Regions from separate parts of the Mus musculus genome. Here region 2 is linked to region 1. A link is a contact called in public Hi-C data. All regions are on one chromosome and are shown on one strand. Each heading gives the region's core, a stretch centred on a gene start, on an enhancer-like site or on the middle of the called end of the contact. The rest is flanking DNA. Distances are from core to core; before and after follow the strand shown. Region 1 has its middle 28 kb from the start of Nobox. Region 2 overlaps Tpk1 (thiamine pyrophosphokinase).

Region 1 (5,731 bases), core at 986-3,485:
CATGGGTAACATTCAAGAGACAAAAACATTTTACAGGAAAACTGGTTAAGACAAAAAGTATGGGGCTGGAGAGATGACTCCTGCAGTTACGAGAGCATACTGTTCTTACAGAGGCCAGAGTTCAGTTCCCAGCACCCATGTTGGGAAGCTCACAACTGCCAGTAACGCCAGCTCCAGGGGACTCTGATGCCCAAGTCTGGATTCTGTAGGCATCTTTACTCACACAGGCACCAGCCCATACACAGATTCACAACTACCCATAGAATTCAAAAGTGAACTAATCCTAAATAAAGAATAGTAAATGGGGAAGCAAAGAGCGCCGTTTCTTTCCTTGTTGTCCTATCAAATTTACAGTTTCCCCAACTAGGAGCAACGGTGGCAGCTAAGGAATAATTATGACCCACTGTTTATTATCCACCTTTATTAGGTCTATGAAATGTATTGCTATCATACTATGTTTCTTTCGGTTTTTTTTAAAGAAAGATTAAATATACTGGCCTCATGCTATTAATATTTCTTTTGTGCAGTCAAGGACTTTGTCTGGGGAAGGAGAGAAGAGATGTCCATAGGGACAGTTTCTTTTGCTTTATTTTCATATTGTGTCTGAGTCTATCTTTTTCCATTATTTATGGGAGCTCACAGTCAAGGACAGTGCTTTTATATGGGTGTAGTATAGTGGCAGGGAAAGCTGAGATGCCACATATGATTTATTGCTCTGAGGTGCCTGAGACTTAAGTGGACAACTCGTATCCAGGGCTGCCTCACTACTCCACTATTGGAGTTTCCCAACACCAATACAGTGTAGTGAACATTATCAGGCAGGTGAGATTGATCCAAGTTGACTGTCAGTAGGTACCCCGTAACCCTGTCAAAACCACTAGCTTCAATTTCCATGAATACTATACCGTGTATATAATAATGTAAACTATATGTATAATATGTATAATGTAAAATAGTAAGGCTTGGCTGCCACCTGGTGGAAGAAATCATACTATATGTATATCTTATGAACAAATTTGTTAACTCTAGGATTGAATGTCTGAAAATATTCTAAAATAGTTTTGTTATCTTAGACTAAATTAAATGTAATGGTGTTTCTGGTGAGACAGGATGTAAAGTTTTACTATTTACAAGCAGTCTTCACATTAGTAAAAGTTTTAAGCCGGTAGTGGTGGCGCACGCCGGTAGGATTTGCTGAAGGAGGCAGAGGCAGGAGGATCACGAGTTCGAGGCCAGCCTGGGCTACACATTTTTGGGCTGGCGAGATGGCTCAGTGGTTAAGAGCGCCGACTGCTCTTCTGAAGGTCCCGAGTTCAAATCCCAGCAACCACATGGTGGCTCACAACCAGCCATAACGAAATCTGATGCCCTCTTCTGGAGTGTCTGAAGACAGCTACAGTGTACTTACATATAATAAATAAATAAATCTTTAAAAAAAAAAAAAAAGTTTTAAGCACCAGATTCTTAGCCTTCTAGGCTTGTCCCCAGCTCTGAGACCATGTAAATCTATACATAGTTTTAGATAACAAATCTAGGACAGAATGACAAGGATCTTTACTGTCAGTAAGAGCTAGAATGGAGATGTTGAGACCTAACAAACACACCCTTCTTGGCACAGATTTGATAAGACTAACTTACAAGCAATGAAATCCTTCTTCTCCTTTATCAACTGTAAGTGAAAGAATGTGATATGAGTAGGTGAAATTTCAGCAATACAAAGCATCTGATGAGTTGTCATTAAGTTCTATTGAATCTTGAGTTGTTCATTAAGGTCCATGATCATAGCGTCCAATCAGAAAGTATCCTCATCAATACCACCGTCTACTTGTTTTCTCTCAGAGTCAAGGCTGGCTTCTGTGGTAGGGCAGATCTATGGTATCAGGTCAGTGCCACCACAGACTGCACTCTAGAGGTTCAGTGAGGGCCACATACTCTTTCTCCCAGGCAAAAGGCATCAGTGAAGTCCCTGAGACTCAACTTCTCATTAGCTCTTTTGAAAGGCCAGTGATAACCTAGTGAAACTGCAGAGGGATTAGCATGGGGGAAAAATCAGGGCAGTAGTTAAAAAAACCTACAAAGTATCCCTGTAGTTGGACACATGATTCAGGGGCTTGAACAGCTGAGTCTCTGAGCCCATGTCCTTCAGAAAAATGTGATAGAAATGATGCAAGCAAGGATGGTGTTTGGAGTCAGTGGTGACAGCAGAGGTGTGGGAGGTGACTTGTAGTCAGGTGTCACAGAGCTCATTCTGGCTCTGTCATTATTTAAGCCTCTTTGTGTTCTGTATTCACATCTATGAGGCAGGTTTAAAACTACATGGTTCCTAGTCTAAATCTGAGGTATAAATAAGATCATAGGCACATACTTGCTAATGGTGGTGGCTTCACAAATCCTATTTGGGTGTGAAGGGCATGAGGAGGTGTGCGGCGTCCCAGGAATCAGCACAGCTGTCATGCTAATTAAGCATGGCAAACGGACTCTTTTCTAAGGCAAGCTAGAGCTCTCCTCCTGTCCATTGGCACAGGTGACTTGCCTGGATAGAAGGACGCTTATCTTTAAATACCATCTCCCCTGGGTAAACAATGGAGGCAGTGCAGTACTATTTCTAGCTATAGGAATGTCAACACCCAGTGGCTTGCAGGCCACTTCAAACAGTAGGGTAGAGACGTGCCAGCTGGCACTGGCCTCACACTGTGCTATGTACGTAAGAAAACACAGGCAGATAAACACTGTAATTAACAATCCTGGAGTGACGGTATGTTCATACAGTAAAAACAGGCGATGGATTGAAAATGCAATCTGAACTTAATCGTTTGGTCGAGGTGATTTCATAGTTGACTAATTTAGCAAACCATCTTTAAAAGGCAGCTAATTAAAAAATGCCCGAGGTTATCAATTTGTTGCCAGAACTGCAGAAAAATGGGCATAGAAAGATTTTAGTCCAGATAATTATTGAATAAAGACTTGATTTCCATGTTAGGGGAATGTTCTAGAGGGAGGTATTTTTACTTGGGACTTTTACAGATGTAGAGGAGGGATTATTGAGAGACTATATAGTACCACTGTATTCTATTCATTTTCATTAATCATAAATTATATATGTAATCATTAAGGTGACTTCACTTTCACATGTTGGTTTAAGAATGCTTGGAATTCTGGCATGTGGCAGAAGCCCTTAGGAAGAGTGGCAATGGATAAAGACTGTCAAAGAGGCTGAGGAATTGAACACAGTGTGCAGGGGAGAATATAAAAAACGAGGTCAGGGAAGGCCAGGGGCATTTTAGTTGACTGTAAACACCTGTATTTCCCCTCAAAGTCATTGCAGGTTTTCAAGTCGAAGATTGATTGGATGTGGCTAAAGTTGGGGAAGAAAACAAGATAGAAGTGAGACAACTGTGAAGTGATGGGAGACCATGCTGGGGTTGGGCATGGGAATGCGAGGGAGCCTGAGAGAAGTGAGGAGAGCCTAAGCCCACTTTGAATACAGAGAGAAACACAATCATGACTGAGCAGTTTGGGCAAGAACAAGGGAAGGATGCTTGCAGATCAGAAAGTGAGCACTCAGCTCCTGCTCCAGCACCATGTCCATCTTCTTCCTGTCATGGTGACCATGAACTAACCCCCAGAAACTGTGAGCAAGCCCTCCAGTAAATACTTTTTTTTTTTTTTTTTTTTTTTTTACACGTTGCCTGGGTCATGGTGTCATCACACAGCAAAAGAACATAATAGACTAAACCAGGTTCTTAAAGGAGCTTAGTGACTGGACGAAGGAACAGCAAAGTTAGGTGGTAGCTGGGAGTGTGCAAATGCACTTTAAAAAGTAATTGTTTGCTAATGATTTGGATGAAAGGCATAGGGCAGGCAGATTGCAGAAGGACCTTTCTAGGGGAGCTAAGGAGCATGGTGCAGGGATCAGCCTTGATAAGAATGTGGATAAGAATGTGGATAGTTTATCTCTGGTCAGAGGTAGGAAAATAGTGTGGGTAGGAGGAGGAGCCAAGTGTTGGTTGTGGGAGGGGAACATAAGGTCTCTATAAAGTTCATTCTGACGGCTATGATTTTCATGGTGAAGCTAGGCTATTAATTGAATATGAGAAACATCAGGGAAGGAGTTGGAGGAGTAACCAGAACAGGGGTAGCTCTTTCTGACCTGTTTACCACTGAGAGTCAGGCAAGCCCTAAAAATTTTGTTTACTCCAGTGTCTGTTTTACAGCAAGCACTCAACCTTATGTTTAAGAGCTATATGCCAATCTGAAATGTTCATCTTCTTCTTTATTTAAAATTAACTCATTGTTACAGGATTAGTCTTTGGAATTTGTGTTTAATGAGGGAAGTTCATTTTTAGCTATATTATTCTTTCTATATTCTACCATAAATCAAATATCAAATCAATTCCATCTTCACATAAGAGACAGGACCAGAACATGAAACATCAGTAATATTTTAATTTGACCATAAGAAAATAACTGTGAAAGAAATAAGGATAAAATTACTTGTAATGATTTTATTCAAAGCAGCACAGACACTAGAAGATAGAATACATAGGTGCCTTTCTCCTTTGAAGTCATATTGGTAAACATTTTTTAGTTTTTCAGAAAGTCAATCAACATGAGTCCTTGTAGATTATGTTGTAGACTAGATCTTCAAGAGAGTTGGTCCAGGAGCAGACTGAATACAGCTAGTCCAGGGAACTTGCCAAGCCCCCCCTGCCCCCCGCACGCTCCCTCCCCCCAGGAGAAAGTCCTTTCTGTCATAGGTAGATAGCAATGCTGGTGGGGGCTTTCTTTCCTACAAGATGAAATATACCTCCTACAAGTCTGCAAAGGCCTGCTACTATGGGGATATTTTTTGAGATGAATGTTTCTAGTAACCTGAGACCTCTGTAATTCCTAATTCATTATAGTCAATTCACGTATTCATTGTCCCATGAATATGAGATACATGATTTCAGTACCATGGAGCTCAACACTTATGATGTCAACTTAAGAAGGCAGAGCCCTACAGTGATGGAACAAAAGCTATTAACCCCTGAAATGGAAATGTGTAACGGCAGCATCTGTATGAATAGCATCTACATACTTATTGTATGCATCACTACTATACATACATGGTCTAGACAAGATGTTATGTATGTGACTTACATAAATATTTCTTTTCTATATTTATGACATTTTTTCCAAAGGGCAATATTTTTGTGATGTAAAAAGTTTTACTTCTTTGTTAAAAAAAGTCCTGCTTTTCTACTTGCTGTTAGAAAAGAGAATCTACTGGCTTCTTACCAATTTAATCTTTTTTTTTTATTATTATTCATGAATCTCTGTTCACTGCCACTGGCATACAAATATTCACATTGACCTTGTTGCTTAATTTCTTGCATTGCAATTGAATAAAAACTTGGACTAAAAGGTCAATTTTAAAATATCCATAATAAATTCCCTGGCTAAAAGTGATTCCAGCAACTTTCTGCACCATTTCTCTTTGCCTCATTATTCACATAGGTTTTCCTGAATTTTAAAGAGTAAAAAATAAAAGAGCAGTGTGTGGCCTGTTGGGACCAAGAACGTTTTTTTCATGAATAGGGAACTAGTGGCAGAATGAATGGGATTTCTTAAATTAATAGGGTAGCTGAAGTAGAGAATGTCATCGGGCAATTATGTCTTTTCTATAGAATGGGAAATGGAAGCTTGTGCAGTATTCTAAGAAGTTCCTTACTTTTAAGCATTTTCATCT
Region 2 (5,107 bases), core at 130-2,629, 310 kb after region 1:
ACTTCACAATACAACAGAAGGGCAGAAGTGTACTGTCGGACTCTATCTCAAGCAGTGTTCCTACCTGACAAGTGGAAACGATAACTCATCTCCTAACAGTAATAGAAAGGTTAAATGTATGATAGGTTTCGAGTATCCTTGCTGCCATATACATAATCCTTTCGCTGCTATCTAATGTCACAGTCCAGAGCACACTTGAGAGTGAGAAGTGGCTTCCGTGAATGTCATTAGTTGGAGCCAGTCAGCACACAGATGCTCTTCACTTGCATTTGTCTAATCAGCAGGAGTTACTGCGGGCTTACTTTAAGTCATCTACTGAAACCCGTAATGTGAGTTCCAGTGAGTTGATCACAGGCAGGAGAGAACTTTTCAAAACCACCTGTTCCTAGAATAACAGTAATTGTAGATCAAGATGGCAGAAACTAAAGAATTAAATTATTTTATAGTTTTAAGCCCAAACTGCAGAAAGTTCCAACCAGACTTCCCAGGCCTAAATTACTCCAGTCCTGAAAAGTGCATTAAAGCCTTGGGCATTAGACACCTGGAAATTCTCATTGTCCTCTCACTCTCTCCAGCCCTTGGGGATTCCTGAGGTCCTGTGTCAGCTATCCACTCTGAGCTCTACCCATGTCAGTTTGTTCCTCTCTACTCCTTGGAGATCCACCAAGTTGCAATGCGTTATTTCCAAAATTCAGATAAAAAATATTTTTTTTAATTTTTGAAAAAGGTAGGAAAAGAAGGGGGGAGGGCAGGCATGGTGGCGCATGCCTTTAATCCCAGCACTCAGGAGGCACAGGCAGGCGGATTTCTGAGTTCGAGGCTAGCCTGGTCTACAAAGTGAGTTCTAGGACAGCCAGGGCTATACAGAGAAACCCTGTCTCAAAACACCAAAAAAAAAAAAAAAGAAAGAAAGAAAGAAAGAAAGAAAGAAAAGAAAAGAAAAGAAAAAGGTAGGAAATAAAAACAAATTTCAGTACAATACTTAGTGCCTTGGTGGTGGGGGCTGGGAGTGAGAGTCATGTGTATAGTTTGAAAGTAATACCTAGCACATGGATCAAGCTTAGGGGAATTAAAGCACATAAAACTATGCAACTGATGCCCAAATAAATGTAACATAGCTACTGTGTCCATATCATTGTTAGAGAATGCATGAGAAAACAGAAACATCCAGAAAGTCCTAGAGGTTGTATCCTTATCTCTGCCATCCCTTTCTGGATCTTTTCCAGGACTAAAGACAAGGCATGCTGAGATTGGCTGCTGAGGAATTAAGACTATCTCACCACCTGAAAATTCCTAGCTTCAGAGGCAGCTGCTGGGCTGCTAAAGCAAATCAGGAGAGCATTACTGGGGTAGAATGCCTGCTGGGCTGCTTCCAGGGCACTCTGCCATGATGTAGCCATGTGCTCTGCACACCTTCCTGTGGAAAGTGCCTTCTGCTGCATCTCCACATGCATGCATTTTCTCCAGGAGCACTAAAGACAGCATTAAGCAGAGCACTCCCTGTGCCACGCCAAGTGTGCACCATGTTGTGAAAGGTTAGATTCTATAGTTTGGGAGTTTGTAGTCACTTTCTATAACGGCTGTTATATATCAACTATACAAAAATCAAATTTAAAAAAAAAAGGTTTCTTAACAATTTAATCAGCAAAGATTTAACTGATTAAATCATAATTTCAAAAAAACAAAAATTTTGGTTTCCTACAAATATAAAATGATCACGCGCCAAAGACTATTCAATAATTAATTAGGATATTAGTACCAATTTCAAGGTGTGGTTATGAGCCAACAATTTAAAACCTATTTCCTGATTACCTAAGAATGGTACATCTGCTGTAACAAGGACCCTCTAAGCATCAAGACAGCCAGTCCTTTGGAAAGTAACAGAGACACTATTTAATAAAAGGAATTGTTAGGATTTTGTTTGGTTGGTTTTTGGTTGTTTGGTTGGTTTTTTTTTTTTTTCAGTTGTTGTTGGTGTTGTCATTGTTGTTGTCTTGAGCATGGGAGAATGGTGAAAAGCATTACTAAAGTAGAATATGGTTAACTGGGTATTTTTATAATTTCTGCCACACAGCAATTAACCATAGTATCTTAGAACATCTGTTCATCAAGGTAGAAATCAATTACACGGCCCCTGCACAGAAATTGTCTGCAATATTGTAAATAAGAATCATGTGCGCAGTTATTAATTAGCTTGTACTACCACAGCATTGTAAAAGTCTATCTGAAGAAAGAAAGAGAAGAGAAGCCCACACAGTCACTGCAGGACCCATGAGACAAACCCAGATTATCTTCTGTTCATTTTCAAGTTCTAAAAATTTTCCCAATTTGGATAATGATTAGTGCTAGTCTGAGTAAGGAAAAAGTCTTATAAGATAGAGGAGCTGAGAAGCAAAAATAATTTTCATAGATTCTTCCACCAAAATTTGCAAAGATGGGCTAGAAATACACACATTTGATAGATTGTCTATGCTTATCTAGCACACATGAAGCCCTGGGTTCGGACCCTAGCACTGCATAAAAGACTGTGGTATTACACGCCTTTAACCCTGTACTCAGTAGAAGCAGAAAGATTAAAAATGTAAGCTCATGGCCCAGAAGAGAGAGCTCATTCAGCAATGTGGTGTATGAGGACGTGAGTTCATATCCATAGCACCCAAATAAAAAACAAAGTCTGGCTACACTAACCCTGATCATTTACTTTCAGATTCAGTGAGAAACCCTGTCTCAAAAAGGAAGGTAGAGTACAACAGAAGAGTTCATTGCTAACATCTGAGCCCCAATTACATCTGCACACACATATGAAGAGGTACATATGCATATAACACATACACACACACACAAGGAGTTCAAGATTAAGATCAGCCTGAGCTACAGAACACACTGTCTAGAAAAAAATTTTCTAGGGCATTCTAACAAGGCCATACTAAAAAGGACACGAATATGCTGTAACTGCTCAGTCAACTTGATTCATCCTTTCTCAGAAGCCATCTAGAAATATGTAGTAGAGACTCAGGTGTTATATTTCCTTTCATAATTCTACTCCAAAAGATGCATTAACAGATACAAAATTTCATACAGTATTGATGTAGATTTCCAAAATTAGAGAGTTGATAGAATCCTTCCACAAGCCCTCAGCTTTGTTTCATATGTTTCATGTGATTCGAAGCTCCCTTTCATACTGCACTGACATTTGTATCCAGGTGCCCTACTAGCCTATAAGCTCTATGAAGATACACACCATTTGTTTGTTTGTTCTTTCTGCTAAGATATGTGAATATGCTGCAACAGGCATTAAGAGACACAAAGTACTAGTTCAATAAACTCACACACACACACACACACACACACACACACACGCAAGGGGGGTAGGAAGGAGAAGGGAGAGGGAGAAAGACAGAGAGAGAGACAGAGAAAGTCAGACAGACAGCAAGACAGAGAGGAGCATGTTCCTTCTATATAGATCAAACAATAATCACAAGCCACAACCTGAGCATACTTTCAGGTGGCCAGTGGACTGGATCTGTTCTATCTTAGAGCAAACAATTTAAAGTCCTGATTCCCCGAAAAAGAAGAAGAAAAACGGAAGGAACGAGCAGAAAAAAATGTCTACAGGTTTCCAAAGTCATTAGTCTTCAAAGCCCATTTCCCAAAATTAACACTATGGTTTCATTTACTGGCATGGTATGTGTCATCAGAGAAAGGACTGTGACAATGTGACTATTTCGCTGAAGCCAACTGAGAAAAAAATGCTCCTTCATGGATGCCTCTTGCCTACAGGGACCATTTAGAGAGCATCATTCAGATGAGCAGTTTCCGCAGGGACCCACTCCTGACTGTAATCCTGTTGTATTAGTTAGCATCTGTGAGCGAGCACAGTATCTGACAAAAGTAACTCAGGGAGTGGGGAGGAGACTTATTTTGTTCATTTTCAGAAATGTCAGGAAGAGACATTTGTTGAAGCAGAGCAGTTCACCTCAGGGCAGACCCAAATGCAGAGGGAGAATCACAGCTGACTTTCTCCTTCCCCATACTCCATCTTGGGCTCCAGCCTATGGGATGATTCTGCGTGGTCAGGGTAAATCTTCCTTAGTAAGCCTCAGAAAGTTAGTACGGACACGCCCCAATCTACTTCATCATTCTATTGCATGGTTCTAAATCTGTAAAGATTACAAACTCAAGTTTTAGCATTTGTCTCCTAACATATTACTTTGAGGCTAGTAATTACATATAAAAATTTTAGATTCACTTCGCCAATACTGAAATCAAAAGCATGTGGAAAGTTTCATTCTATCTGTACCAAATATATTGACAGAACCAAAATCATACACATCTATTTTGAAAAGTATAACAAGTACCCCAAAGAAGACAGTCCCACAGTCCCTGGCGATGCTGCTGGGACAGAGGACAATAGCAGGAGACTCAAATAAATGTGCTCTGCACTATGCCTTGTCCACACGCACAGTCACCCAGACAACAGCAAAGCTTATAGAAGACTCACCAGGCATCACTAGCTAAAAAGAAGACTGGATAGCATATTAAATTAGCATTTCATATGAAGTTTTGCTTGTTTTCATTGTTTTTTAAAAGTGTGGCTTCTTTTGTCAGTGTGTCCCAAATTTTAAGGGGCTGAAGTCTGACCTGCATGTACTACTGAAAGTAAGGCAGGGTTTTATTCAGCCAGTCTGAGGTGAGCACTGTGATGCTGTGTTTCTTATATACACCTAGAATTTCAGTTGAGTAGCTTTGAGTATACCACACAAAAGCTTCATAAATATATACAAGAGAGTGTGTGGACTTATCTTTTGGTTTCGATGTTACTTTATTTACTTCCACTGAAGCTCAATTTCATCTGATGATAAACCACAAACCCTGGTGAGTGTTACAAATATCCTGCAGCTGTTGTCATTTAGAATCATGAGAAGCAGGTTCTCCCGGAGCTTTTGGGTAGCTCTAGGTTTCCAGGAAGGAACGGTGGGCCTGGAAAGTATAAAGCCTAAGGAGATGGCCTGGGATGCCTTCATGCCTAGCACTGTTCTTGGCACAAGTGATAGCTCAACAAACGACATCTTAGAAAATAGTCTAGTTCAGATCTTTCAACATTTAA

Evidence for each region. Hi-C and Micro-C count contacts between places; a contact is called where the count stands out from the background.
Region 2: a Hi-C map of cerebellum shows a contact between it and region 1, with 1.5 times the contacts expected there. The contact joins two enhancer-like sites. A contact is called at or near these places in 4 of 39 promoter capture datasets (3T3-L1-derived adipocytes, embryonic stem cells, liver and 1 more), 5 of 484 Hi-C or Micro-C datasets (the HL-1 cell line, adipose-derived mesenchymal stem cells, cerebellum and 2 more) and 5 of 115 datasets of contacts at active chromatin or transcription factors (effector CD8 T cells, embryonic stem cells, extraembryonic endoderm stem cells and 2 more).

What each region holds. Positions count from the first base shown.
Region 1 is chr6:43,335,091-43,340,821 of GRCm38.p6, forward strand. It overlaps a transcript of Tpk1 not described here. Among named protein-coding and RNA genes, the nearest start is that of Nobox, 28 kb to the left of the region's middle. Within about 2 kb of position 2,236, at least 36 of the 459 cell types and tissues checked have an H3K27ac peak or open chromatin away from gene starts, as enhancers often do. A contact at or near this core is called in cerebellum, where this site is marked.
Region 2 is chr6:43,648,327-43,653,433 of GRCm38.p6, forward strand. All of the region lies in intron 2 of Tpk1 (thiamine pyrophosphokinase), which reads right to left. Among named protein-coding and RNA genes, the nearest start is that of Tpk1, 15 kb to the right of the region's middle. Within about 2 kb of position 1,380, at least 6 of the 459 cell types and tissues checked have an H3K27ac peak or open chromatin away from gene starts, as enhancers often do. A contact at or near this core is called in cerebellum, where this site is marked.